Regions from separate parts of the Mus musculus genome. Here regions 2, 3 and 4 are each linked to region 1. The links are chromatin contacts, called in public promoter capture Hi-C maps. All regions are on one chromosome and are shown on one strand. The core of a region is the stretch at or near the end of the contact, and the rest is flanking DNA. Distances in the headings are between cores, read along the strand shown. Region 1 holds the start of Vta1 (vesicle (multivesicular body) trafficking 1). Region 2 holds the start of Stx11 (syntaxin 11). Region 3 overlaps Phactr2 (phosphatase and actin regulator 2). Region 4 holds the start of Phactr2 (phosphatase and actin regulator 2).

Evidence for each region. Promoter capture Hi-C pulls out the DNA fragments that hold promoters and counts their contacts.
Region 2: a promoter capture Hi-C map of pre-B cells shows a contact between it and region 1. The contact joins the promoter of Stx11 here to the promoter of Vta1 in region 1. A contact is called at or near these places in 3 of 39 promoter capture datasets (the C10 cell line, liver and pre-B cells) and 1 of 484 Hi-C or Micro-C datasets (pre-B cells).
Region 3: a contact with region 1 is called in a promoter capture Hi-C map of pre-B cells. The contact joins the enhancer-like site here to the promoter of Vta1 in region 1. A contact is called at or near these places in 8 of 39 promoter capture datasets (the 3T3-L1 cell line, the C10 cell line, the HPC-7 cell line and 4 more).
Region 4: a promoter capture Hi-C map of HPC-7-derived erythroid cells shows a contact between it and region 1, with 3 times the contacts expected there. The contact joins the promoter of Phactr2 here to the promoter of Vta1 in region 1. A contact is called at or near these places in 4 of 39 promoter capture datasets (the C10 cell line, HPC-7-derived erythroid cells, hippocampal neurons and 1 more).

Annotation. Positions count from the first base shown.
Region 1 is chr10:14,704,109-14,706,889 of GRCm38.p6, forward strand. Vta1 (vesicle (multivesicular body) trafficking 1) reads right to left here and starts at 1,381. Exons shown (of 8, transcript NM_025418.3): 1 at 1,242-1,381. The coding sequence starts at 1,353. It overlaps 1700016L04Rik (RIKEN cDNA 1700016L04 gene), which reads left to right and starts at 1,501. Exons shown (of 6, transcript NR_045824.1): 1 at 1,501-1,565.
Region 2 is chr10:12,962,823-12,965,603 of GRCm38.p6, forward strand. Stx11 (syntaxin 11) reads right to left here and starts at 1,437. Exons shown (of 3, transcript NM_029075.1): 1 at 1,178-1,437.
Region 3 is chr10:13,430,887-13,433,667 of GRCm38.p6, forward strand. The region is part of intron 1 of Phactr2 (phosphatase and actin regulator 2); the gene reads right to left. Among named protein-coding and RNA genes, the nearest start is that of Phactr2, 42 kb to the right of the region's middle. Within about 2 kb of position 1,420, at least 36 of the 459 cell types and tissues checked have an H3K27ac peak or open chromatin away from gene starts, as enhancers often do. A contact at or near this core is called in the HPC-7 cell line and pre-B cells, where this site is marked.
Region 4 is chr10:13,472,956-13,475,736 of GRCm38.p6, forward strand. Phactr2 (phosphatase and actin regulator 2) reads right to left here and starts at 1,441. Exons shown (of 13, transcript NM_001195065.1): 1 at 1,101-1,441. The coding sequence starts at 1,323.

The DNA of each region.
Region 1 (2,781 bases), core at 131-2,630:
TATACTCTCCAAATCCTCACTCCTCCTCTTTTAAACTTCTCTGTGGACCTTCAGACTTTTGTTCCTTTTAAAGGTATATTCTTCAGCAATTGTGCACAAAGGTCTGGCTTCCATTGTCAACTGAGCAATGTGTTTCTGAACACAGGAAAATGAGGTCCCCTCTACAGTACTGTGGCACTTCTATGCCCGTTCCTGAAATTATAAAATGCGTACTGTTCAAACGCCCCTCCTCTCAGTAGTCCTAGGACCACAGGAGCTGGGTTTTAGTTTTTTTTTCCCAGTACTTAGGAATGCTCGTCAATAGGTAAAAAGGCTCAATAATTAGGATATGTTTGAAGATCATCAAAAGAACAAGAATGGTGGGAACAATACTGGTATGATTTTTATAAAAATGAAGTATAGCCACCGAGTGGCTTGCAGAAGAGGTGGGAATTCAGATCATAAATCAAGTGGAGAATGGCAATTATTGGTGGTGGTAGGGGGACATCCATGCACATTTGAGAAATGAGGTACATACATGTCCACAAGGGAAGGCTTGACTTGGTCCAGATTTTTGCTAACAATGTCCACAACAGAGGACACATCATTTCTGTATTCTGAAAGTTCTTTAGAAACTCAGAGTACAGTCATTTCTTGCAACAAAGATAGGAGTATAATATTCAAATCATAGTTTACATAAAACTACTAGTCCTATCCACTTCACCAACTCTGCATGTCTGAACGGAGTTCAAACTGTGTCCTCTTCAGTAGTATATACATCTCAAACTAGGAATATTGGCATTAAACTTCTTAACTTTCAGGATAGCTAAAGGATGACTCCAAATTCTTACTGGTGGTAATGAGGAGTACGGAAAACAAGTCAAGAACAGTCAAATTCAAATTTTCAGTAGTAGCCACTGTCCACTGAACCGTCTGAGTTTCGGAAGGGACCTGAAAGCTCTCGTGATTAATGCACAGCTTTCGTTATGTTTTCTGTTAGTCTCCCTTCCCACCCATCTCTGGGAAACCTATGACTATCGAGGTTCTCATTCCCAGAAGAAAGAACAGCCGGGAGGCGTGTCCGAGGCTCTAAGCTGGAGAGACGGGGGTCCGGGTGTGGAGGGAGTCTAGTACTTGGGGTCCTCCTGGCCGAGCCAGAGGTCAAGGCTCAGGTCTGAAGCCAGGGGGCGGGGCGGGCCTCAAGAGCGGAGGGAGGCGCGGGGCGCAACCGGGCGGGAGAACGGGGACTCGGAGGGACTCACAGTAGTAGGCCACCACGGGGTCCCGCTTGTCATGCTCCTGCGCCGTTCTCAAATGGTGCTGTATGCTCTTAAACTGCGCGGGCAGCGGCGGCAGAGGGGCCAGCGCGGCCATCTCCACTCCCGGAAGCGCTACTTCCTACTCGCCGGTCACAGATACTTCCGCTTCCGCCTCCGAGCGGGCAATTCTCACCCACGCATCCGTTGCTGAGACGCTTGTCCGCGACGGGTGCCCGAAGGAGACAAACTTACTGCCTGGTTTAAGGCAGTTATTATTTGGAGAATGAGAGTCTCCTGTGTCGCACACGGCTCCAGCGCTCTCTGCTGGTAAGCGGAGATAGAGGTTTTAAATTTAACTTTTGTTTTTGTTTGTTTGTTTGCATGGAATGAATGAAAGAGAAGAAAGGGGAAAATAACGTAAAGGACTTTAACTGCGAGAAAGGAAAACTTCCCCTCCCCTCTCTTTATCTCATGCGTGTGTGTTTTGTTGGGAATATTCTGGCAAGCGTATATACTACTAAGCTACCTTCTCAGCTTTCAAATTTTCCTTCCCTTCCCTCCCTCCCTCCCTCCCTCCCTCCCTCCCTCCCTCCCTCCCTCCCTCCCTCCCTCCCTCCCTCACTCTCTCCCTTGTCTTTATTTTTATGAGACTGGGTCTCACTAAATTGCCAAACTAAGCTTTGGACTTGAAATCCTTTACCCAGGGCTTCCCAGTTAGTAGAGATTACAGACATATGCATATAGATGGGCCACAGTGGGTTTTTTTTTTTTTTTGGTGGGGGGGGGGGAGGGTGGGGTGGAGTGGGGGGTGGAGGTGTCATTAGTTTTAACAGAGAAAATGATCACAAAATAAAAATTTATACATTCACACACACAGAAGTACACGTTATAGCCTTTCTAGAAACTGTAAAGAGATACTGAAAACATGTACTTAAAGGAGATTGGAACTGGAAACAACCATTGCTTTTAGTTTAGAAGTTTTAAATTCTTATATGAGAAACACTATGTTTAAATACTAGATTAAAATTTGCATGTCCAAATACTGGACTGAATAGACAGTCCTTTTCAAACTTGAAAGGTAAACACATGCGAACTAATAAGAATTGAATACTTTCTCTGATATGGCTAGTGCTTGTTTTAGTGAACTATGCGAGTTGATTAGTGGAGGAAGATGATGAACATTAGGAAAGTATTAGTCTGTCTTACTACTTGACAAGATAGAGTCCAGGAGAGTCTGCACTTCTGACTTTATAGCACACCCCACCTTTTCTTTATAGCAGTGATATTTATTTATTTATTTATTTATTTATTTATCTATTGCCACCTCTCCATTGCATAGTATCATCCTTAAGGACTTACATTTCATTTGAACTTTCCTGTATTTTTTTTCTTTTTGTTTGGGTTTTATTTGTTTGTTTGTTTTTTGTTTTGTTTTTTTGAGATAGGGTTTCTCTGTATAGCCCTGGCTGTTTTGGAACTCACTTTGTAGACCAGGCTGGCCTCAAACTCAGAAATCTACCTGCCTCTGCCTCTCAAGTGCTGG
Region 2 (2,781 bases), core at 187-2,686, 1.7 Mb before region 1:
GGACCTGGATGAAAAGGCTGGAACAGACCAGAACCTTGCAACTGCTGTCTAAGGCTGACCTCAGCTCAGCCAGGATATGCAGTTATTCCTGTCTCTACTGAGCTCCTAGATAGGGAAGTCTATTTCTTAGAGCCTTTATCCAGCCTCAGGGAGACTCAGCATCTTAATGTCTGGCTCCAGCAACCATCTACTTTCTTCAAAAGCTTCTATATGTTTTTTTTTAAGGCACTAATTTGGTAAAAATAAACTTTCTGAAATATTTTAAATTTCAGAGTAACTTACAATCACTTCATTAAATGTCCAGTTTCTACCAACTAGTGAAAACAACAGCCAAATGGTTATTGGATAAAGAAATTAATTTTCTCTTCAGCTTCTGTGGGAAAGCACATGATTTTAAGGGTTTATCTCAGATCAGCCTAGTGACCCTAGCTGGCATGTTGTCCCATCAGGCGCTCTAGGAAACTGAAAACTTGAATAGTTACTTCCTAGGCCGCCTGCCCCAGTTTGACAGTACCAGACTGAATCTTCGGTCTTATTCAAAGTACAGGAATCCAACCTCACTTTTCAAAAGCGTATTAACAAAGCCTTGCAATTGTAGTAGACTTGTGACTCATTTGTGGATACCCGTGTAGAAACAACAGCTCCTCCCTCTGCTGAGAAATGGCTCTAATAAGTGTGAGAGTCACAGGAAGTAAAACGCAGGTCTCAGCTGATGTTCGCGGAGCCAAAGAAGCCAACAGAATTCCGTGGTGTGGTTCTCTAAGCAAAGCCATCAGATCGGTTTCCTAAAACAAACTACCCCAAATCCTCCGTGGGAGCTGTTTCAACGCGGTATCAGTGTTCCTGTATTTCCTGGCTCCTGAGTCATACTGTCAAGTTCAAGTGGAGAAGTGTCCATTCTGATGTGTTAGAGAAAGTGGCGACCGAACTGAATAAAACACCTCCATTAAATAAAAACAACAAAAATTCAAAACAGAAGTTGCCTCAGGAAGCTTCAGAGTCAGTCTACATTTCTGAAGCACTTCTGATAACGCATTATATTCTTAAACATAAAAAAAAAAAAAAAAAAAAAAAAAAAAAAAAAAAAAAAAAAAAAGCTCTCGGCTCTAGGTGAGAAACCCAAAGCCTCGTCCTGAAGGTACCTAGAGGCACAGAGGGAACCACACCCCAAACCCACCTGCAGCTGCGCAGCATCCCTGCCAGCGCGGTCCACCACTCCAGCCAACCCCGAACCTGGGTCCCCGATGTCGAAAGAGTTAGAGAGCTAAGCAGACTCGCGGGACAAAACGAACCGTGATCCTGCGGGGCGCTGATCCAGCGTCCGGACGCCGGGAGGACACCGCGGCGTGTCCCCGCGGCTCTGCCCCCTCCGCTTCTTGCTGGCCCGGGCTGCGCTTCTCAGCCGGGGTCCGAGCCCTGAGCCGCAGGGCCGCGTCTGGTGCTGCTGGCTCCGCCCCTGCCGCGCTGAGGCTGCACAGCTGGGGACCAGGGCCCCGCCCCGGGGACGCCCTCGGCTAGGCGCGCAGCTTCCCGTCCCGACTGGGGTCGCCACGCTGCGGGTTGCTGGGAACCTAAGCACGAGCCTTCTTCCCCTCCTGTGCACCCCGAGATGCTGCGGGCGACGGTGTGGACCACCCGGGAACTTGCTCTTTCTTCTTCCTTGCTCTGGGATGGAGAGATGGGCGGGGCGGGATCCATCGGACTTTCCGCGGGAAAACCCCTCAGCGCGGATGACTTTTGCAGTCCAGAGTAGTTCCGAAACTAGGGCACTAGAAACCGTTTCTGAGCGTGGGTGTGGCTGCGCCAGCGGGGACCCGCACGACTGCCTAACCCGAGGTTGTGGACCACGTAGACACTGAGCCCCGCCTTCCACTAGCCCCTTCCTGCCTGCTGTCAGTGGGACACCCACAGGAGTATTGCCACGACCTTGTCCTCGTTGCCTGGCACCCTACTGGGGGCTCAGAAACAGAAAAGGGGCATTCTGGCTAGGGGGTGGGAAACCGCTGGACAAACAAGGTAGAAGGCTAGCCATCAAGAAACAAAGAAAGTATGAGAGGAGGGGCTGGAGAGATGGCTCAGTGGTTAAGAGCGCTGACTGCTCTTCTAAAGGTCCTGAGTTCAAATCCCAGCAACCACATGGTGGCTCACAGTGGCTCACAACATCCATAATGAAATCTGACGCCCTTCTCTGGTGTATCTGAAAGACACAGCTACAGTGTACTTACATATAATAATAAATAATATTTAATAAATCTTAAAAAAAGAACACAGGAAGAAAGAAAGATGATATGCATTGATAGGAAGCCACCGCCAGAAGAATTTGAGGAACAAGGTGTTACGGTAACCCAAAGTTATCCATCTAATGTGAAATGACCGATGAATCGATCTACTAATGTAAGGCCAGGTAAGGCCAGAAAGACAAATCTCCGGGGCAGAGCAACTTCAGGCAACTTAAGCAGAAACTCCACTTTCATGGAAAAGAAGCTTGTCTCTGCACTCTAAGTGTGGGCCAGCCTGCTCCTCACCTCAACAGAGGACTGTATGGAAAGGAGACGGAAAGTAGTTTTTACCACACACAGAGCAGCCACACAGTTCACCCAATACACAAGGTCAGATACTTAAAGCCAGGTAAAGGTAACACTTTATCCTTGGGGCCTTTCTCCTCCATGCCCCAGCCTTCTGTTTTGTTTTGCTTTTCATTTGTTTTGTTTTGTTTTTTTGAGTCAGGGTTTCTCTGTGTAGTCCTGGCTGTCCTGGAACTCACTCTGTAGACCAGGCTGG
Region 3 (2,781 bases), core at 170-2,669, 1.3 Mb before region 1:
GTGCACTAATTACCCACCACATAGTTAAATTTAAACTTACCAGTATTCATAAATACTCAATTATTTAACCAATATTCATAAAAAGATTTTCCATGATATCTTAAAACTTTCTGTGTTTTAGGTGAGGGGTCTCTCTCTCTCTCTGTGTGTGTGTGTGTGTGTGTGTGTGTGTATATACACAGTATGAGGCCAGCTGCTCGAACAGAAATAAACATTTGGAATAGCCAGTGTATGGCCCTAAAACATTCACACCACATTTCCAGTGCAACCAATGCAGAAGTACTACTTTTCTACCAACACACACACACACACACTCACACACATACACACCCATAAACACACACACATACACACATTCACACACACACTCATACACACACATACACACACACACACAGAGACACACATACACACACACACTCACACACAGACACACACTCACACACATACATACACACACATACACACACACACACACACACACACACACACACACACACGGGGTGGGGGGAGAGACAGAGACAGAGAGATAGACAGAGGAAGAGAGAGATAGAGAAACACTTTGAAAAATTTAAGATATCTAGAAAATAATTTTATGAATACTAGTAAGCAATTCAACCTACAGAAAATGCAAGCAATCATAACAAAAAATAAATGTAGTTACAATTTTAAAATCTAATTGCGTTTCTGGTGCTGGTATGTTGACTGGTATACAAACCCACTTACACTGCTAAAGGAAATTGCTTTAAACCTAAACTTCTAAGATGCACAGAAAACAGACCCGAAAGTGCTTTGTCCTCTGCAGAGCCAGGCCTGGCTAGATATCAGGAGTTCATGGCCATCTGAGGATGCTGTGAGACGCTCATGTAGTTGGACTTGTTCCCTATTCACAGTCTCTGCTGCCTCTAACCTCTTCTACCCACAGCCTTTGGCTCCAGGACTAAGAAAGCTCCAAGCAGGCTTCCCCCAAGTAGAGCCTCTAGGTGAGAGAGCAGACTTCGGCTTCCTTGCCCTGGGCTTGGGGAACCCAGGTGGATGGTGCCCAGGTTCCTGACTCAGAAAAAGTGACTTGAGAGTGGAAACTTATTTGGCACTAATTGAAACAAACAAAATGTCCCCTTGTTCATTAAATAAAATTTACAAGTTAGAGCAGCTCCGGGCCTCTGAGTTCAGCTAAAAAGCCGTGCTGGGATCATGTGCCCCATGCAGAGATCAGAAAGGCAGGAAGAGTTGAAGACAGTCTGGTCTCCGAGGCACAAAGGGAAAACAGACAGGCAATTAACTTCAGCACTAAAACAAGTGGGGATACAGGCAGGAACACAAACAAACAAACAAAAACCCACAACCCACAAACCAACACAGTGGGATGAACTGGAGAGGGAATGTTTGCACAGGCACATTTGCAAGCCACAGAAAACCTAAATCAAGTCCACTTAACCAAAAGGACAAAAGGCAAATAAATAGGAAGCAGAGAGGAATGTGTGCATTCACAAAACCACAGTCGGGGGCAGGGTGGCCTCTGGCTTAGCTACATTCAACTGAAAACTCTGTTTGCTTCAATAGGTTCTCCCCATCATATATTAGAAATGACAATCTTTAATCAGACAAGAAACTCTTTTGTCAAAAGCCCCAGGCATTTGAACTGAAACACGCACACGCACACACACGTACACACACGTACACACGTGTGTACCTAAAAACACTAAAAAGCCTAAAAGATGCACTTTTGTGTTAGGTACTAGACATAAATACAAAACCAAGAAAGCATAATGGTAGATTGTTCTGTAAAAATCCTAATTACATGGCTTCCCCCCTTCTTTTGCCCTATATAATAAAATAGCATAGGCTTGTTGCAGTTTGATAAATTAGTGGACTGATAAGTAATAATCCATATGAAAAGTGGTAAAAAAAAAAGTATCTAATATTTTCTATGCAGAGATTCCCATATTGGAAACATTAATTTTCCAAGATTATAAATAGTGTTATAAGCCTACTATTCAAATAATGTGGAATTAAGAACAGCAGTGAAAAATAGCGGATTTCAAGGCAGAGGCAGGGAAAGCAGAAATGACCTGAAGAATTAAAGAAATGCTTTGAAATGTGATGGAGCTTGGCAACAGGGAGCAGCAGGCACTCTCAATAGCCGAGGATGCACCAATTTAGGCAACAGAATGCATACAACAGTAATGGGGTATAACATATAGGATAAAATAGATATCCATGAGCTCATGTGGATACAAGAAAATCAGGGAATGGAAGAATAAAGAGCTCAGGAGAGGTTGTTTGTCGTCAGAAGAGAATTCCAGTCCAGACATGTAAAGAAACCATAGAAATTGGAAGACCAGTTAGGCTAACACCATGGTAACTGACGCTGGAAAGAATCACTGAAAGCCATTAGTGGCTAATTGGATACGTTTCCCTCAGATCTGTAGATTAGCTCTTAGTATTTTATCAATGTTCCTTTCCTGGTTTCGATAATTGTGCTGTGGTTTAATAAGATGTTATCACGGGAAGCCCGGAAAGGCTCCATGAAACTCCACAAGTTCACTGCTCAACAGTTAATACTTAACTTGTTGTAATTTTGAAAGTTAAAGAAATACAGGGAAAAAAGAACCCCACTACCAACAAAACCTTCCTCTTTAGGTCTTGGGGTCACTCTATGAGCATGAAGTACCGATTTCAAAGCCATTACCTGCACCTGAACCTTAGGTTTAGAGGGTCAGAGTTTTGACAGTTGGGTGGCAACTCGGCTGCTAAGAGTGGTTCAAGTGATAGGCAGAG
Region 4 (2,781 bases), core at 191-2,690, 1.2 Mb before region 1:
CGGGGAAAATCATCAAGGAAGGCATGACCCCAGACCTCAGAACGTGGGGAAAGACACCGCAGGGGAATGTGTGTTGGGGGGTGCAGTTCGCATTAGTAAGCGTTTTCCTGAAACTGGTCATTCTCATGCCCCCCCCCGCCCCCCGCGCCCCGTCCTTCTCTAGTTCCCATGCAGCGGTCACATGTTGAAAATTATAAACAAACAAACAAAAAACCACCCTTGAAAACTGTTGGACTTAAAGACAAAAGTTTTTCCAGTTCTCGGGATATTTTAAATAACGACAATCTGCCTAATGTCTCCACTTGATATGCCATACCATCACCATCGTTCCACGTTGACCACTGAGACAAAGTTAAGCAATTTGTCCTCCTTCACTCACCGCAGCCTGGGTAGCATTGGGTCTCAGTGAAGTTCCTAGTTGTCGCCTGTCCTTAGAGGACACAGGACACAGGTTTCTCTCTACAACAGCAATACTGGCCCCAGGCTTTCCAGAGAACATTACAGCAGACACACACACACACACACAGAGCCAGGCCTAGCTCTCAATAACACCTCTATGGCTTTTCACAGTCAGGGAAACTGGATTCCCCTATCCTGTTACCAGCAACCCCCTCCCGACCCGCTCCAAGAAATCTCTATTTCAGAAGTAGGAGTGAGTAGGGTTACCTTTCAAACCCTGTGCTTACCCATGAAGTGAAGGGACCACACCCTTCCGAAGGACCACAGTCCCATAAAAGACCAAATAGCCCAAGAACCAAATTAGCCCTAGACCCAAAGCCAAAACTGGTGCCGCCTGGCGCTGCACAACCAAGCGGGAGTCCAGGGGAACCCGCGAAAATCGCGCTGTGGGCACCCGCGCAGAAGAGCGGCGCACCCACTCGGGCGCACCCACCGGTCGCCTGCCGCTCAGCCAAGGGACACCAAGCCTTTGAAGCCCAGCAGGAGGTGGCGATGTGGGGACTACAGCTTTCGCCCTTGCTCTCGTCCCCTAACCCCCACGGCTGCTCCCGAACGTCCAGGGAAGATCGCCATACGGCGATCCTCACCTGCCGGGGTTAGCCCTCCCTGGACCACTCCGGGCCATTCAGAGCCACCCTTACCTGAGCCGGAGATGTGGACTCTGAGCGGGCGGCCCCGGCTCGAGGCTGACGACAGGTCGCTCTGGGAGCGGCCACGGGGACTCGGATCCCCGGGAAGCCAGCGCAGGGAAGGCACCGGTGGCCCGGGAGCCTCGGGTTCGGGGTCCAGAGCCTCCGCCGCCGCCGCCTCCTGGCCCGCTGGCTGGTCCGGGGACATCTCAGGACTCCTGCCGGCTTCCGCCATCCGCTCTAGGCGCCAGGAGGGAGCAAGCTCAGGCAGGGTGGAGCCGGCGCAAAGGGCTGCGCTGTCCGCCGCGGCCCCGCGTGGAGCCCCTGGCCGGCTGGCAGGGCGGGGAGGCGGCCGCAAGCAGCGGGGCGCAGCGCGGGAGGAGGAAGAGCACAGAAAAGTTTGCACAGGAAGGAGCCGCCTACAGCCGGCTTTCGCTCCCGCGGGCGACAGCCACCGGCCTCCGAGCCTGCCACGCTCGGTGCCCTAGAACCTGCTCCGGCTGCTCCGGCTGCTCCGCCCCCCACCCCCACCCCCAGGCGCGGCTCCTGTATTGTAAGACAGGGGTCTGTCGCCTCTGACCCAAAGCGGCTCAACCAAAGGGTCTCAGAGAAGTGGAGTTTCAGCTGCAGAGCTGAGATGCAAGGTCAGAGTTAACAGCCTCATTTGCACTTGGTCGCCGAGGGGTGGGGACAGGCGTGCACACACCTGGCTGTCTTGTAATATAATAGGACTAGGACCCAATGACTGTCATATGTAGTTTACAGGTGCAAAACACCGGAGCCAAAGGGCACTGGGTTTGCAGGAGGATTCCTGGCAGATCTGGAGTCGCTTGTGAAGTCTGGTCCTTTGGTCCTCCCTGCAAGATTCGCCTCTTGCCCTTGTCAAAGCTCATCTCTGTCTCTCAGAGCCCCACATTCTTGAGCTTCCGTGTATACTGGGTCAGACTCAAAGGTCGTGGTTTTTAAAAAGATCAGTCTTTTAAGGGCTGAATTCGTGTCACAGATGTGAGGTTTGAGTGAATGCTTTCCAAAGGAAGAGCAGCCGGGATGCCTGGCAAAGGGGACGTTGGTTTTGCCAATTGAAATCTCAGCTTTATCAGTTACCCAGATAGGTCCCCAAGTAGAGGCTGGCCCAGAAGTGAAAAGCTGTAAGCTAAGTAGCTGACCATCTCTGCAAGTTCTTGACAGTGGAGGCGCGTTGCTGGGCTTCACAAAGGCACCATAGACAGCAGCAGGAAGAGAAGGAGACAGAGAGGGGAAGGGAGGACACAACCATCACAACGCCACGCCCCCTTCCCCCTACACACACATTCACACATACCTCAGGTTCGATTTGTATGGAGTATTTCATCTAACAAGAAAATAAGCCCATGCTTAAGGTAAGAGAGAAACAAGAACCAAGAGAGGAAAGCTAGAAAACACAGACACGGAAAGGGCCTAGCAACTAGGTCACGCTGTTCACAGTACAAGCTGTTAAAGGCTTTTTTTCTCACAGCAACTCTGTGGGGGTGGGGTGGGGGTGGGGTGCAGTGGGGTGGGTATTGTCACCGTCAGCAGAAATCGTCTGGACTTGCTTTAACTCTTTCCTGCTAACAAAGTTTGCGAATGGGCACTACTCCAGAACCAGGTGAGATGGCTAGGTAAAGCTCCTATGGCAAGCTTGAGGATCCCGGGTCCATCCCTGTGACCTACA